2 separate regions of the Mus musculus genome follow, and region 1 is linked to region 2. A link is a contact called in public Hi-C data. All regions are on one chromosome and are shown on one strand. Each heading gives the region's core, a stretch centred on a gene start, on an enhancer-like site or on the middle of the called end of the contact. The rest is flanking DNA. Distances are from core to core; before and after follow the strand shown.

Region 1 (3,260 bases), core at 520-3,019, 200 kb after region 2:
CACGCATTCCTCATTTTTCATGCAACTAAAAATATCATTTCATGTGAAATCATGATTTTTCCACTCCAAGGCTCTGAGACACCCCCATCCATATCTGGAAGTTAGCCTACGAAATGTTTTTACAGTGTCCGCTCCATTGTTGGACACCAGGGACTCATATGGCATTTGGTTATTGATCTCTAGAGCAGCATACCTAGTTGTAATTTTCCATAGAAAGCAGAACAGGATGTCTTTTCCTCTAAAAGCTGAAAAGGGCCTGATGTTATGAGTTTTTTCCAATTTATCAGGGTCACATTCAATATTTCGAATTCCCTAAGGGAGCATGCATTTTGTAGCATGTAGAGGACTTGTTAACTCCTCAAGAAAATCTTCCTAGGAGATAAGGCATGAACGATATAGTCTGAGATAGACCACTAGCTTTGCCGGAGAACTCATACATGGACATCTTGGAGTTCTAATCAGGTCTCAATTGCACAGTGGAGAGGGAAACTGAACCTCCATCAACTATAAAGCAGCAGAGAGGCAAATGCTTAGCAGTCTAGAAAGCTCTTGTTAAAGCCATGGTCGTGTGCAATCTTCTGGCTAGGAAGCCGTGCTTCACCTGAGGCCAACCATCTGTTCATATATGCAGACTGTGGGGTGTGGAACCTTTCTTTAACTACTCCATGGAGATTTCTTTTGATGTTCTTCCTCATAATGCTACCTCTCCCCCTGCAAACCAAGACCCTATTCTGGACTGAAGGAGTCACTGGAGGAATCCTTTGCTTTACTTAGTGGGTACCTTGAAGCTGAAGCTGAAGCTGAAGCTGAATGACACAGAAGACACTCCACTCTGTCTTTTCAAACTCGAAGTTGGTTTTCCTCTGTGCTGAAGGAAGGTAGAAGCTTTGTTGCATCACGTACACATTTTGGAGGCTCTGCCAGACAAGTATTTTTTAACTATGTATCTTACACAAACAGATTGTTATTGAAAATGTTAAGTACCATCTCTATGTCATTTCAATTGTTTACTCTGTGCCTTGTGAGAGAAGTGCAACACCTGTGATTTTCCTCTTTGTCACTTTAAGTAGCATACCTACAGATGTGGCTTGATGAGCTATGATACTCTATAGAGGCAGAGTATCAGCCTGGGGCATATCTGGCTCTAGCTCTCATTTTCTATCTAAGGTTTTAGACCTTATCTGATGTTACCTATATTGTGGCGTCTCTCTCTCTCTCTCTCTCTCTCTCTCTCTCTCTCTCTCTCTCTCTCTCTCTCTCTCTGTGTGTGTGTGTGTGTGTGTGTGTGTGATAAGCATGTTTAAGGAGTATGCAAGCCAGAGGGGAACATCAAGTGTCCTCTTCAGTCACTGTCTACCTGGGATTTGCTGGGTATGCTGCCTGGTCAGCAAACACTAGTAACTCTCCTACTTCTGTCCCAGTCATGGCTGGCACTGGAGTTATGGGCATGTGCAGCAATACCTGCTTTAATATTTGACTACTGAGATTCCAAATCTAGGTTCTCATGATTATACAGTAAAGGCAAACTCACTAAGTCATCTCCCAGCCCCAAGATATTGGTTCTTATTACATGGAAAATAGTGGGCTCTGCCACTTCCCTGTGCCACCATTCAAATACTAAACCAGGGTTTATTGAAGAGTTGAATAGGTTTCTTCACCTTCGGAAACAGAATTAGAAGTCGACTGAAGAAATTTCCCATCATTCCCCTGAACACTGCCACTACGCATGCAATTCTCATGCTAATTTGACAAGGCAAAGGACACAGTTTCCACACTACAGATCACAAAGGAATGGTGACACTTTAGCTTCTGGTGCCAAGGTTATTTTTTCCCCTTCTTGGCAGAGGTCTTTGAACATATGCAGTGTTAAAAATTATTTGTCACTTTTGTTTTGGAATCACATGGGGGGGGGCAGGAGGGAAGGAAAGGAAGAGTGTAAGAACTGCCTTATGTTACTCACATGAAATGCCTTAGGATCATTGTGGCTCTTAAAGGTGGGGCTTAAATGAAACGTGAAATGATGCTTAAATTGATGATTGAAAATTATATCTCTCATTCTATGCACCCAGCCCCTGGAGATGGTTGTTTACAAGGAACACAGTGTGCTTTCCTTCAGCTCTCTGTAACATGGCATATGGCCAGTAGACAGAGGCCTCGAAGGAGCATGTGACATCCTCAGAATTCCCTTCTGGCAATGACTTCATTTTAGTATCAATGGCAGCCATAGTTTTGAGGGGGTATCTAAGGTTAGAATCAGTGTTTGGAACACAAAGTCCCATCTTCATATCCTGTGCAAGAATGGAGTTATGCTAATAAGAATCAGCAACCTCATATGCTCCTCTAAAATAGTATCTTTGGACTTGTTCAAGAGGATCTGTAGGTGGAAGCCATGATGCTCATCAGCTGTGACATAACTGAAGAAATTGATTCACAGGCTTTCGGACATGCTATGCTGCATTTACTCAAGAATAACTCTGATGATTTGTGCATTATAGGATTCCCCATTCTTCCCTCCCTCCCTCTTTTCCTCCTTTCATTTCTTCTTTTTTTTCTATCTCACAAAATGTTTCCTACTCTTAGAATATCTGTGCTGAAATTGTGAGAAGTACTAGATTGCTTGTCAGAAGCCAGTCTTGTCCTTTTGTCTTATTATTCTTAATCCTACTTTTAGAGGTAAAGCCAAGCCTTAAGGAATCTTCTATCTCTTGGCAAGATGTTCCAAAATTTGGGGCTAACATATCTTGCTCTGTGCAAGAGCTAACCAAATAGATGGTATGCCCTCCCTCACACTACCTCACCATCTGTGCAATGGGCACTCTAGTCTTTAGGTTGGTTTTGTGCTCCATACTTATTTGTTCCTGAAGACCCATATGTCTTAGGATAATGTAATTTAGCAAGCCCACTGCCAGTTAGCCACCATGCCTCCAGGTATGTCAATCAAAAACTCTGAGACATGGAGGTAAGGCTATCCATATGCTCTGTCCCACTCTTCTTACTTCATGAGGAAAAGCTTCTTCAGCCTCATTGTTAGTTTTTTCTCAAGAGGAGAGAAAAGACCTGTCTTGGATAGGGTCTTTGGCAAGACCCCAAAGTATTGTATTCATATAACCCATTATCAGCCTTTGTTAAAGTCCACCCTTATGTATGATGTACATGCATCCTCCCCTCTTGGCCCACTTTAACAGAGAGTGATCAGTCCATCATATCTGCACAAGAAGCTTAGGGCATTACACAGAGGACCTAAAAGTATTATGTTCAAG
Region 2 (2,941 bases), core at 255-2,754:
TCAGATGTTTAAGACTATCCTCTGCTACATAGCAAACCTGTTTCAAGTAACCCAATCAAATGAATATATACTAGTTCCCTCTATCTGCCAGGTTAGTGTGAAGGCTTTTATTCTAGCCATGCATTTTTCTTATATGCCTCTCTCCTCTACACACACACACACACACACACACACACACACACACACACACACACACGCACACACACACACACATAACCACATACACAGAGGCATGCATGCATACACATACATGCATATCACAATTATGATATGACAGTATAATTTGACTCTACCTATTATGACATATAAGATATAAGTTAGTGTTAAAATTTTTATTCAGACTTCTTCCTTTACCATTTCTCTCATATTTTTCCTTCTTACAGTAACTAGCTTCTTCCCTGGGAATCTATTTCAATCTCTACAGGATGACTTGTCACAACACACTATCCTACAAGACCTCCTTCAGCATGCCTTACTGCCATGATGGAATCACCTGTTGTCCTTTCCAAAAAGGCCCAGGGTGCTTTCCAATTTAATCTGAGTATGGGTCAGATCCAGAGGAGCCAGTGAGAACAGAAGAAACTGAAGACACACCTTACATCTCTAAAACTCAGTGCACCCTCGGTACTTTCTGGGAACATTTTAGAAATTACTTTCTATACTTATCAGCATATTATGAGGTGACATTATCATCATTCCTTCTTTCAAGACAAGGAGGGCAAGGTCCCCAAACATCAAGCAGGAGCCTGAAGTCTTTGGTACAGGTCAAACCCAACTTGTGAACAGGAAGAGTGAGCCTCCAGAATCTCAGCCCTTAAAGGCTCTGCCAAATGGCACATTATACAAGTATGCACAGCTCCCCTTTCCAAGCTCTGATTGTAAACACACCCGTTATGGTTCATTTTAAAGCAGGATGCTAATTTTTCAGTTTATGAGCACACTGTTCGCAATTTCAATGATCCCCTTTGGAATGGTACACTCTGTATATCTGGAACATTTCATCTGGCATCCACTGAAGCTTGTTAATATCAACAACTGGCTTTGTTGGCTCCTTCAAATAAGCCCATTTAATCTATGATAGCTGGTCTCTAGCACATTCAGCATGAGCAGGAGTGATACTGAATTAAGGAATTTTCACTGTGATCAGAATCTCCAAATAATTTAAAATGTGTATGAGTGTTTGCTTTCTGTCTGTCTTTCTGTGGATGAATGGTTAGATATATTGAAGTATTATTTCCACTGACTAAGGCACTCAGTGCAGAGTGTCGATAGTTTTGCCTTTTATACATTAGGTGTCAGGCTTTGTGTTTTCTGATATTCCGGTTATGCTTTTAAAATAATTGGGCAGAGATGAAAGTATTGACAGGTGGGTTGGAGCTTTGGCAATTTTCACTGTAAGAAATCAATCGACAAAGCACCAAACAGCAAAATATATTACTCATTGGCTGGTAAGTCGTATGTCCCGGAGGCTGTTGATCATGCTGGCTGCTGGCTGCATGCCTACAGAAGGGCAGATGGAAGAGCTGGCTGCTCAGTCGTTCCTAGCACTTGAATCCCAGCATGATTGGGGACTCTGAGCAGGGCTGGGAAAATATTTCTGGAGTAACTTATCTTGCACTTAGCAGTGCATTTGCATCACCCCAGAGAGATGTGTTTTGTTGAGATGATTTCAAACTCATGTTACACAGTCAATGGAATGATTAGTATTTGCATGGGTTCTATTGATAGAACTCTTGGAACAATTAATTGGACAGCCTCCTCCTCCTCCTCCTCCTCCTCCTCCTCCTCCTCCTCCTCCTCCTCCTCCTCCTCCTTCTTCTTCTTCTTCTTCTTCTTCTTCTTCTTCTTCTTTCTTCTTCTCCTTCTCCTTATTCTCCTTCTTTTTTTTTAATCCAAAGATAGTGTATTGTAGTCCTGCTGGTGAGGTGAAGGTATAACTGAAGAGCTACTGTGCTGTCCTGTGACATGATGTTATAATTGAAGAAGTGCATGCTTTATTATATTTTCCCTGGCAGCATTGCTTTAATAAGTCCAACAACATATTTGGCCTTGTAGCTACAAAGGAAAAGAAGCCATTTTGAAAAATCAGCATGAAGTCACTGTCTTCTACTTTATGGACAAAAATATCAAATATTTAAGGTCTCCTTCTTTCTTACTTTTCCTTCCCTCTTCCTCTCTCTCTCTCTCTCTCTCTCTCTCTCTCTCTCTCTCTCTCTTTCTTTCTTTCGTTCTTTCATTTCCTCCCTTCCTTCCTTCCTTCCTTCCTTCCTTCCTTCCTTCCTTCCTTCCTTCCTTCCTTCCTTCCTTCCCTCCCTCCCTCCCTCCCTCCCTCCCTCCCTCCCTTCCTCCCTTCCTTCCTTCCTTTTTTTCCTCACTCTCTTTCTTTCCTTTCCTTTTCTTTCTATTTCTTATCTTTTTTCCTCTGACAACTTTTAACATCTCCCTGGGGTAGATTTGGGTTGATTTTGATGAGAGGAGAGCAGAATGCTGGTTTGTCCTTCGTTTTGAAGAGAGATGAATCACATGGTGAGCAGGAGCCTTCAAAAACCATCAAGTTGCCTGGACTTTTTTTCCAGGTTACCATGTCCCTCCCTCACTACAGAAGACTACTCTGTAGATTTGGGCTTTTCCTGCCCTCCCCAATCATTGTTCTACTTCTTTGTTTGTATTATCACTGCAAAGGATGCCTTTCTGACCACCCCACAGTGCTTCACTCACCCAACATTGTTCCCTGCAAGCTTACTGTTTTTCCTTTTTTCTTGTGATCATTCTTCAGAATACACCTCCCCAGAGCCGTTCTTATCTCTTCAGAGTCATGCTGCATTACTGCCTTGCAAAAACAGAGCAAACCTGCCATGCATAGAGAGTTACATATGACTTGAAATTTTGATCTGTCAATTTGCAGCATTGCAGCTCCTTCAGATGGCTCTCTGCTTACTTA

The links. A called contact is a pair of places that touch in the nucleus more often than the background predicts.
Region 1: a contact with region 2 is called in a Hi-C map of cerebellum, with 2.4 times the contacts expected there. The contact joins two enhancer-like sites. A contact is called at or near these places in 1 of 39 promoter capture datasets (hippocampal neurons) and 3 of 484 Hi-C or Micro-C datasets (brain, cerebellum and ventral hippocampal neurons).

What each region holds. Positions count from the first base shown.
Region 1 is chr2:141,815,877-141,819,136 of GRCm38.p6, forward strand. The region is part of intron 8 of Macrod2 (mono-ADP ribosylhydrolase 2); the gene reads left to right. Among named protein-coding and RNA genes, the nearest start is that of Gm25583, 180 kb to the left of the region's middle. Within about 2 kb of position 1,770, at least 7 of the 459 cell types and tissues checked have an H3K27ac peak or open chromatin away from gene starts, as enhancers often do. A contact at or near this core is called in cerebellum and hippocampal neurons, where this site is marked.
Region 2 is chr2:141,616,952-141,619,892 of GRCm38.p6, forward strand. All of the region lies in intron 6 of Macrod2 (mono-ADP ribosylhydrolase 2), which reads left to right. Among named protein-coding and RNA genes, the nearest start is that of Gm25583, 22 kb to the right of the region's middle. Within about 2 kb of position 1,505, at least 12 of the 459 cell types and tissues checked have an H3K27ac peak or open chromatin away from gene starts, as enhancers often do. A contact at or near this core is called in cerebellum and hippocampal neurons, where this site is marked.